3 separate regions of the Sus scrofa genome follow, and all the other regions are linked to region 1. The links are chromatin contacts, called in public Hi-C and HiChIP or PLAC-seq maps. All regions are on one chromosome and are shown on one strand. The core of a region is the stretch at or near the end of the contact, and the rest is flanking DNA. Distances in the headings are between cores, read along the strand shown. Region 1 holds the start of FBXO32 (F-box protein 32). Region 2 has its middle 19 kb from the start of KLHL38. Region 3 holds the start of KLHL38 (kelch-like protein 38).

Region 1 (3,226 bases), core at 486-2,985:
CTCTCTGGAAACTGTTAGACAAAAATAAAGCAGCAAAATATTAGGTCCTCATTTCTTAAGCATGAGGAGGAAGGGAGGAACCTTCTAATCCACCAAAATAAAAAGAAGCTTTTCGCCTGGGGAGAATAATTTAGGCCTAATTGGCAATTAGAGTCCCTAAAAGAGTCTAGTGACAACAGTTGGTCTTTTTCTGTAAATTATGTGGTTTTCCATAAGATTTCTGTATGGTGCTCCCCAGACTCCTCAGGGACTTGGTCAAAGTGCCTTTACCATAAAGGTCAATGTGCTCTTGTCCCTCCTGGCAGACCCCCAAGATTAAATACTTTCCCCCCCCCTTTGGAAGACAAAAGGTGATGCTTTATGAATCATAAATAGGTGATAGACTCTGAAGGTCAGTACATGGAAATAGTGATATTTTCCTTGATAGTTTTGGTAAAATTGAGTGCCAAGGGCTCAGCCAAACAACCACTGGTCATTCTCAGTGGGAAGCTGGCCCACTTAGGGAACTCTCTCCATTGAAGTCAATTTAAGGGCTGAGGGTGGGGAGCAGTGGTTTTAACCAAAAGCCCTAGGAAAAGGCACCCAAGGCCACTGATCCCCTCTAGACCCATTTCCATTGCCCTCCTCATGGGAATCAAATGGCAGCTACTGGGAAGCGCAGCTTGGAGGCCTGGACTGACAGATTCCAGAGCACCCAACTCATTAATCAGGGCTTCTGTGTTATTAACCAAGCAGAGCATCAGGCTCCGGGGACTTTGGATTTTCCACCCGACTGACAGAGGGCAGGTGGGACTTGAGTCCAGAGGCTCACCTGCTCCAGGTGGGCTTTCTGCAGGTGATAAGCATACCTTGAAATGGGGGTGCCCTCACTATATAAAGAAAACTGACAAAAAGGGCCACTGAGGAAACAGGTGCAAAGACTTCGTCCTCTCAGAAGCAGAGAGCTCGTGTGGGTTTCATACCCCGCCTCCCTTTCCTCCTCCGCAGCTCTGCCTCCTCGAGTCTTTACCATCGCTCCGAAAGTCCGCCCGCAAAGCGCTGGTGCCCCAGGGACCATCTGGCCGCCCCTTCCTGGTTACTCATCCTCTCTGCCCACTCTGTGGTCGCCTTTGCGTGGGAAGAGCCTGGAGGTGCTCTGGGCGGGCCCCGTGTCCAATCCCGTCTCCAGACTTGTGCTGGGAGTCCCGCGCCACCCCAGGGTGAAGGGCACGCAGCCCGCTCACCGCCGGCGCCCACACACGCAAAGCGAACGACAACGGGTCTTTTAAGGCAGGGGACCCCTGAAGTTGTGAGCGTTTGTGGAGAAGAGCCTCATTTATCGTCACACTCTCAGAGGGACCTGGGGTTCTGGAAGGAGTCATGCCCACTTTGGGACGCTGACCTTGAACAATAATAAGAAACCAAATACCCTGAATCCCGTGCTCTGGTGACCTCTACAGAAACCCAGGCAATTCACTCTCATCCTTCTAGTCAGGGGCTCCCTTCTCACCCTGTTCCAGCTCTGCCTGCGTCCCATTCACCGACCCACTCCCGGAGACCAGCCCGAGTGTTTGCGTAGCTGAAGTTGGTGGCGATCCCCTCACCTGCTGAGGTCGCTCACGAAGCTGCCACTCTTCTCATCCAGGAAGCGCTTCCAGCCATCGGCTGTCTTCACCCAGCTCTGCCCGGGGGACCGCCAGTCCTGCCCGAGGAATGGCATGGCACTGCAAACGGACGCGACGGACTGATGGACAGGACCGGCCGGGCGGCCTCGGGGACGCGCCGCCCTGGGCGGATGCTCGGACGGGGGTGCTGGGGCCGGTGAGGGAGCGGCTTCAGGGAACCTGTGTGGAGGGCTGCGGGATCTGGGGTGCGGAGCGGGGTCCCTGCGCTCGCGAAGGGTGCTGTGGAGGGTCGCCGGGCGCGCGGGGCTCGCTGGAGTGCTGCGCTGAGGTCCCGGCCGCTGTATTTATCCCGGGCCGCTGGCCCCGGCTCTTTGTTGCCGGAAGAGCCGCCTGCTCTTAGCCCGGCCCCCCCAGCCTGGAGGCCACGTGGCTTTGTTTATGGGCTCGGCTTGTTTTCCGAGGCGCCCGCGGCTCTTGCTCCTCTGGCTGTTGCACAACCGCTCGCTGGTGGAAACTTGAAGCCGCGCTGCGGATCGGGGCGCCCACTGCCCCTCCACCCCTGGCCCCTCGCGCTCCTTCTCCCCCCCGCCAGGGCAGCTGCTGCAGCTGGGAGAGCGAGGCCGGGCGCTCGGGAAACTGCACACCGTCCTTCTGCAGCTCTTGGCCTGGCGAGGTGCAGGGAGGAGGAGGCTCGACTGGCTTGTGGATCGCTTCGGCGCGGGGGTGGGGAAAAGGGACCGCTCTCCTCCCAACCCTGAGCTGTCACAATCGAGCCCTGGGTCCAGACAAGCCCCGCCAAAGCGGGGGCCTGACACGGCCCCCCGGAGCCCGGAGCCCGGCAGGGGGTCGGGGGCGCAGCCTCCTGGCCTCTCTCACTACCTAGAACCCGCTCTCCGGTGGAGGAGGGGACACCGCCAGGCGGGGGTGGGGCGGCGGGACAGTCGTCCACCTCACCCTGCCCCAGAACTGTTACAGAGTCTGCTGTCAGGCAGGCCTGTCTCCCGGGTGGCGAAGGAAGAAGATGGAAGCTCGGTGGCAGCTGGTCCCAGCGGTGGAAGTGGAGAGCAGGGACAGTCCCCCACCCCACTCTGGACACCCTAAGCCAGCAGCACTGGCATCTGCGGGGCCTGAGTAGGCACCATAACGTCAGGGAGCAGGTTAGGGGTGTGTCAGCCCCGCTGACTGCCCGGTTATCTGCCTAGGGCTTAGGGGACTGGACTTCTGTTACAAAGAACCGCTCTACCCTTTTCTGTTCTGCGTCCTCTGGGCTCTTAAGCCCTTCTCCGGAAATAGGTCAGGAGTTTTGTTTTGGTTTTGGTGACCGTTTAGGGAGAAGGGCCTAGAAAGCCCCTCTGCCTGACTGATGGGGACTAAACGAAACACTGTAAAAGCCCACAGTGAGGAGGCGATGCCCCAGGGTCTGAAGCCCTCATAGACCTCAGCTTATTAACCTAAGCCTCAGGAGGACCAGTGTGGCAGCTGTCCCATGTTCCAGATGAGGGCACTGAGAGTCCCTGAGAAGGATTAAGCCAGTGACTTACCTAGAGTCACAGGGCTAGTTTCTTCACCACCCGTAGTACAATCTGAAATTACCCTGTTTGCTTTTTGGTAACAATCTACCC
Region 2 (3,226 bases), core at 536-3,035, 120 kb after region 1:
GAGATAGGGACAACCAGGAAGGGAACTGGTTTTGTGGGAGAAAGCAAGATTTTTCTTGGGAGGCATTAGTATGAGATGCTAATTAAACATCCCCGTGGAGAGAAAGCATAAAGCCTGAAGGTGTAAGAGTGACAAACCCTTCTGGGAGCCTGGGGACAGTGCGGAAGAGAGCCTGGAAGAGGGATATGACCGGAGGTGGGGAGATGGCTCTGGTCTGTCTTGTTAGTTCAGACGGAAAAGGGTGGGGGTCCTGACCCATCTGGCATCTGCAACTTGGATTCGCTTTCTTGTGCAATGGGCTGCTTGTGATCCCCTTTCAGGAACTGCTTTGTGATCCTGTTTCAGGAACGGCAGCCATCCAGCACTGAGGATGGGGGGACTTGGCTAGACAGAAATTGATCCTGTGTCCAGGGAGCTCTTGGCCTGGGTCCATCTCTGTGCTAAGGCCTTCTGATACTTTGTCTTACTGAATCCTCACCAGGATCCTTTAGGTGGGTATGACTCCTGTGCTTATGCATGAATGTGGTTGTTACTGTCATTTCTGGTAAACTCAAAATGACATGAATAGGTGACCAGGGGAGACAGCTCTTGTTTGTCCTGGAGGTATCCTCATCTCTGAAGGTTCTCTTGCTTCTGGTCCTTAAGCAGGGGAGCTTCTGAACCATTTTCACCTGCATTTTAGAGAGGAGGAAACTGAGTCTCAGGAGAGCAAGGCGGCTTCCCAAAGCAGCACAGCCTGTGAATGGAGCTGCTGGGAGTCTCTCCCTGGTCCTTCTCTCTCCTCCGCCCCTCCCTGCTCTTAATCACTGTGCAGGGACTCAGGTATCAGGAGATGTGCCTTGGAAGTCTCTGACCAAGAGAAAAGCCTGTGATCATCACAGGCAAATTAGTCTTTGAGAAGGAAGAAAAATGTGTGCACAGTGGAAACCCTCTTATCTGCCACACTGGCCATTTTATTTAAGCCAAAATAAACTGGCCGTTTTATTTAAGCCAAAAGCAGAGAATCATTTCAGTAAAACATACATAACTTAATTTTATTTTTCATATCAAGATTCAAATGTGCATTGATTTCCTGAAAATTTTTTCTTTGCAAGTGAGCCACTGATGGGCATCAGTGTCGTTGTTTATTCTATTTTAAATACAAGACACCTTTAGTTCTTCTTTCCGAAGCATCGACTGTAGCTTTCATAGAAACAAGAAGTCTTTCTTTTTGCACTTATACTTGATCATCTTAATTAACATTGAATTAGACTTTATAATTACAATAGTGGGCACAATAGGTATAGACAGGTTAGGGAACAAATACAATGCATTCTTGCAAAATGCATGATCCATCGAAAGGGAGGGCTTCCTACCAGTGCCCCACCAGCCACCAGCCTTCAGAGCATCCAGGACCTCTACCCACAGACTCCCCAGAGAGGATGGGGCATGTTACTTAGTCTGGCAAATAAGTTCTAGTGGATTCAGTTAAAAGAGCTCCTACTGATAGAAATACATACACGGTGCCTATCTGTATGTGCCAGACGCTTGAAGTGAATGAAATACTTGTGCAGCAAGGCTTTTGCTTTTCTACTTTATTTTCCTTCTGGTTCTACCATTTCCAAAGACTGGTTCTAATTTGAACTGGTTCAGTAGGATTTTAAAAACAACAACTTTGATTTTGTTTTCAGTGCAGTTTTGAAAAATTAATACTTGGGTTGGGTTCAGAGTTCAGCCAATTAGTGTGTCCATTTTGGTTTGTGAGTCATATTATCCTGGTCCACATTACTCACAGTGAGGAATGATTCAAAACCAACTCTCCCCCGTCCCCCACCCCAGCCCAGAGTCTAAAAATGCTTCAGGCTTCTTTTGTCCTGAGACAGCTTTGTTCTAAGAAATCCTGAAGTTATACTTATTGGGGACCAAAAATCATTTACAGGGAGAGACTGACTCAAAACCCCACTGTCTTGATTCTGATGCTGAAGGTAGTCTTTCCCTTTCCTTTGCACAGTATTGGTGTGAGCCGAACACATTTGAACTCATTGAACCTTGGTTACCATAGGAACAGAAGGCTTCATTATTTCTGCTTTAGTCACAGAGGAGCCATGGAGCATTCTCTGCAGAACCTGAGAACAATTCCTTGGGGACCTGGTCGTGGAGGTCTGAGGACCACTCAACCATGATCCACCCTTTCTCTCCAGAACTGGGCACAAAATGGAAATACAGTCAATCAGTGGCACATGCAGGGTACTGTGCGGTTTGCTTTGCTTCTTCCCATGGCTCCTTTTTCCAGGAGCTTCCCTCCGACAATCCTGTCTCCTCATCATATTTTCAAGATGTCAAAAATCCTCCTTCCAGCATGAGCCATGTGGTACTGAATAAAAGCTGAAGGCATTGTGTGAACTCATATCTAACTTAATATAGAGACAGATGGATCTATGTCTGTGTGTACATCTACCCCATATAGCTATACCATTTATCTGCATATATGTATCAATATAGATGTGTGCGTATACCTGAGATAGTCTACACACTTATTTCCTAGCTCAGTCCACTGAGTAGGCCTAAAAGCAATGACACCCCGACAGCCACGAGCACACTTAGTGCCCAGATTTGGGTTTCTAAAATCATTCCCATAAAAGGACCAGGGCTTCTTGGAGAAATGGTAGATTTAGGGCTAGGGAAGGGGATATACAAAATAAGCCTGCAGCATCTTACAGTGACAGAAATAAAAGAATTACTCAAGAAGCAAAATGACGGGGTATGACAAAGGGACTCAGGAACCAACTGAAAGAGCTCCCAGCGGACAAAGCTGGAACAATCTGAGCAATAAAATGAATAGTATAGTACTGGGTTATAACCCAGAGTACAAAATAAATATTCCTAAGTCTATATGGATGTAAATGAATTACTGAATAAATAAATACATTGGGGAGAATAGACAAACCTGAACAGAAGAGTCCCAAATAATGTAGATACTCCCCCTTTCAGGAGTGGAACATAACTCTCTGCCCCATAAGTGTGGGCTGTGCACAGTGCCTTCCTTTTAAAGAGTGCGGCGTGCCATGGAGAACCTTGCAAGTCACTCCCTGAGCCAGAAGATTGATGTCAGTGTCAACAGTGATAAGTCACCTTGATGGTGTGGACCCTGGATACGCTGTGATGCGCCTGGCACTTTACCTCTGTGAGCTTCCTCCCCCAAACCTATAACCCCAGCATAACAGTGAGAAAAGTATCAGACAAAACC
Region 3 (3,226 bases), core at 498-2,997, 100 kb after region 1:
TGCTGTGCAAGGAGAACATCTGCCTCCTGGCCGCCTCCAGGATGGTCCGGCATGGGGGCGAGGACTGCAGGAGGGCGTCGTTGGCGATGAAGTGGTGGAAGAAGGCCGGGTGGACGTACTGAAGCCTGACCTGCCTGAACAGCTCCTGCACGTGTCGCTTCCGGGCCTGGAGGTCATGCTTGATCCAGACCATGAGGGCCTCAAACACCTTCTCCTCCTCCCCACAGAGCCCGTCGTCCCCCAGATAGTCTCGCAATTCCAAGGCACAGAGCTCCTTCAGATCAGCCGACGCGGCCACCTCTGGGAAGTGTGTCAAGGCCACCTCCCGGGCTTTCCTCCTGAGGGGCTCGCAACTGAAGACCTCAGAGAGTCTGACCATGCCCAGGCAGTTGCCGGGGGTCAGCTGGCTCTGGAGGTAGGAGGAGCAGGCCTCAAGCAGCTTGGGGTACTGCAGCATGGAGGCCGCCTCCATCAAGGGCAGGACGGTTTCCGCTGTGATGCGCGCCTCGCCCGTGTACACGTACAAGATGATGCGCTCCAGGGTGGCAGAGTCGATGCCTTTCAGCTGGACTTTGGCCTCCCGGCTCTCGCGGAAGTTGCTGCAGAACATGGCCCTGAAGTAGGGGCTGCTGGAGGCCAGCACGGTGCGGTGGCAGGGGGCCTCCCAGGGCCCCGTGCAGATGCTCACATCAGTCAGGATCCTGCTTTGCCTCAGGCGGTTGAGCTGCCGCAACAAGTCAGAGGAGAAGTCCTGGTCTTTGAAGAGCAGCCCATCCGGCAACTCCTCGTCCATCCTACAAAGACGGGGAGAAGTCCCCAGAGGGAGCACGTGCTGGAGGGTTTAGCGGTGGTGGCCCCAAGACTTAGGGCCGCTACGTCCCTTCACCAGGATGCTGTGGGTATCGCCACGATTGTCGCCTAGCGACACTGGAAAGGGAGACCCCCTGCAGCCTGGGCCTCACAGCAGACACCTCTCTCTTTGGTTAGGAGCACTCTCAAAGGTAACAGGCAAACAGTATCTGCGGATAATCTGAGAAACACACAGGAAAAACCGAAAGAAGAAGACGGTTGGATAAATCGGGCAAAGCTGAAGATGGCCAGGGGTCACGGGCTGAAATGTTAGCCTGAAGCAAGGTGACAGTCTGTGCATTTGATCAGCAAAGTCTGCGCACTTTTCCCCAGATTGGTTCTCAGCACATCTCTTATTTGGTAAACTCATCTGAACATCTTGCTGGGCGTTAGTCCTTCCCTAAGGATGTCACTGTGGGGGCGTGGCCCTCTGGCAACCAAACAAACGGGGGATGAAAGTGGACCTTTGCGATTTTTTTTTTAACATGACTTCACAGAATCTTTTGGGGTTTGTTTTTAAAATGAGATACGTAGAAAGCACAGACCAAACAATGCCCTGGACGGGATTTATTGGATGACATCTGGCCATCTACCTGCAGAAGAATGAAACATTAGAATTATTTACCTTGTTGTGTGAGGAGACACCCACCTGATGCCTGGTCCGGCTGGTCCCTCCGGAGAGTGTCCACCTCTGGCTCCAAATGAAACCGTAAAGCCAGGCCTTTCCTTCAGCTGGCAAAGGATTTGTCCTGGGAGAATTCCGGGTTTGTTTATGTTGAAGGCACTTTCACAGTTTTCTAGAGCTTTGTGCAAGAACGGCTGGGCAGGGAGACAGTGTATACATTCCAGGGCTAAGAATAGTTGCATATGTACTTTCCACTGTTATGACATGTGACTTGCCAGTTGCCTTTTGCAGCAACCCAAGGGCCTGCGGGGCCGGCGCATGCCCACATGCCCTGTTTCCTTGGCAAGTGTTTACATTGGCAGAAATAGATCTGGAGGGACGGCTTCTCTTAGAGAAGACTTTGCTGCCCACTTGGACCCATCCCTCGTCCCTTGTCCTAAAAGAGCCCGGAATTCTAGATGTCTGTAAACAGGTTGTTGTGACCTGGGGAGAGTGGCTGAAGATAGTTCTGGGCAGGGAGAAGGTGGCGGATGGTCACAGGGACGCCAGAACATGGGCCCAAGCGTGGTGTCTATGGGTCTCTATTTCCTATGTCTGCTGGCAGAATCACTGGAGAGGCCCCAGGGTCATGGTATCTATGAGGAAAATAAATTTTTTGTTTTTGCCTTTTTTTAGGGTTGCACCTGTGGCATATGGAGGTTCCCAGGCTAGGGGTCAAATCAGAGCTGTAGCTCCTGGCCTACACCACAGCCACAGCCACAGCCACGCGGGATCCAAGCCTCATCTGTGACCTACACCACAGCTTGTGGCAACGCCGGATCCTTCACCCACTGAGCAAGGCCAGGGATGGAACCCGGGTCCCCCTGGATACTAGCCAGGTTCTTTAACCGCTGAGCCACAACAGGAACTCCGAAAATTGTTTTTAACATGGGCGGAGCACCTCAGACTTTCCAGACTTGGGAAAGACCAAACCTGTCTTGTTCTTCCTTGTCACAGGGGCTTCTGGTTTAAAGTGGCAGAAGGGCAGTTCTCCTGCAGGTCAGACTTGCTTCTCACAGACTGCTGCTGACTGCTCTGCAGTTAGATTTTTGGAGTTCAAGCTTGCTTTTCTGCTCTATTTTTCCATTTTTCTTTTTTTTTTTTTCCCCATCAGGGAGGCTTGAGCTAGAGGAAGAAGACAGGTATATTGCCCCAGGAGGAGACGGGGGAGGGGTGAGACAGTGGGGGGAGAGAGAGAGGGAGAGAGAGGGGAGGGGAGATGGAATAAAGAGGAGGGGGAAGGGCGAGGGAAGAGGAGGAGGTGGGAGAACAGGGGAACAAGGATGATGGGGTAGGAAGCAGCCTCCAGCTGGGAGAATTAGAACCCGGGTGGAGGGCTATAGAACCAGCAAAGATGAGTTAAAGGGACCCGGGTCTGTCCCGCCCCTGCCCCCACGAGGTCCTGATTGAGCGCAGCCGCAGCGAATGGCAGGGAAGCCCAGCTTCCTCTCCTTCTCAAGTCTTGCTTGGACGTTTGCAGCAGCCTCCTGTGCTGATTGTCCCCCTCTCTCTTCCAGTACATTCACCCTGTCTCCGCCAGAGTCACCCTGAGGAGGCAGATCAGAACCTGCCAGTCCCCTGCATCCTGCCTTCAGCGGCTCCTGCTGTCTGTACGATGAAGTCCCGACTCCTTAGCAGGAGTCAGGCTGGTCTCCTGCCCACCTCCAGAACCATCTCCTGCCACTTCCCTGTCCCACCTACCGTTTTGACTCT

Evidence for each region. A called contact is a pair of places that touch in the nucleus more often than the background predicts. HiChIP or PLAC-seq counts read pairs in DNA pulled down with a chosen protein or histone mark.
Region 2: a Hi-C map of embryonic fibroblasts shows a contact between it and region 1, with 4 times the contacts expected there. The contact joins the enhancer-like site here to the promoter of FBXO32 in region 1. A contact is called at or near these places in 1 of 5 promoter capture datasets (fetal liver), 4 of 47 Hi-C or Micro-C datasets (embryonic fibroblasts, fetal skeletal muscle, retroperitoneal adipose tissue and 1 more) and 1 of 2 datasets of contacts at active chromatin or transcription factors (skeletal muscle).
Region 3: a contact with region 1 is called in an H3K27ac HiChIP or PLAC-seq map of skeletal muscle. The contact joins the promoter of KLHL38 here to the promoter of FBXO32 in region 1. A contact is called at or near these places in 8 of 47 Hi-C or Micro-C datasets (embryonic fibroblasts, fetal heart ventricle, fetal skeletal muscle and 4 more) and 1 of 2 datasets of contacts at active chromatin or transcription factors (skeletal muscle).

The regions. Positions count from the first base shown.
Region 1 is chr4:15,894,384-15,897,609 of Sscrofa11.1, reverse strand. It overlaps FBXO32 (F-box protein 32), which reads right to left and starts at 1,735. Exons shown (of 9, transcript NM_001044588.1): 1 at 1,584-1,735. The coding sequence starts at 1,699.
Region 2 is chr4:15,772,525-15,775,750 of Sscrofa11.1, reverse strand. No RefSeq gene overlaps it. Among named protein-coding and RNA genes, the nearest start is that of KLHL38, 19 kb to the left of the region's middle. Within about 2 kb of position 1,785, at least 9 of the 83 cell types and tissues checked have an H3K27ac peak or open chromatin away from gene starts, as enhancers often do. A contact at or near this core is called in embryonic fibroblasts, where this site is marked.
Region 3 is chr4:15,791,518-15,794,743 of Sscrofa11.1, reverse strand. KLHL38 (kelch-like protein 38) reads right to left here and starts at 1,747. Exons shown (of 4, transcript XM_021088954.1): 1 at 1,499-1,747; 2 at 1-1,030. The coding sequence starts at 793.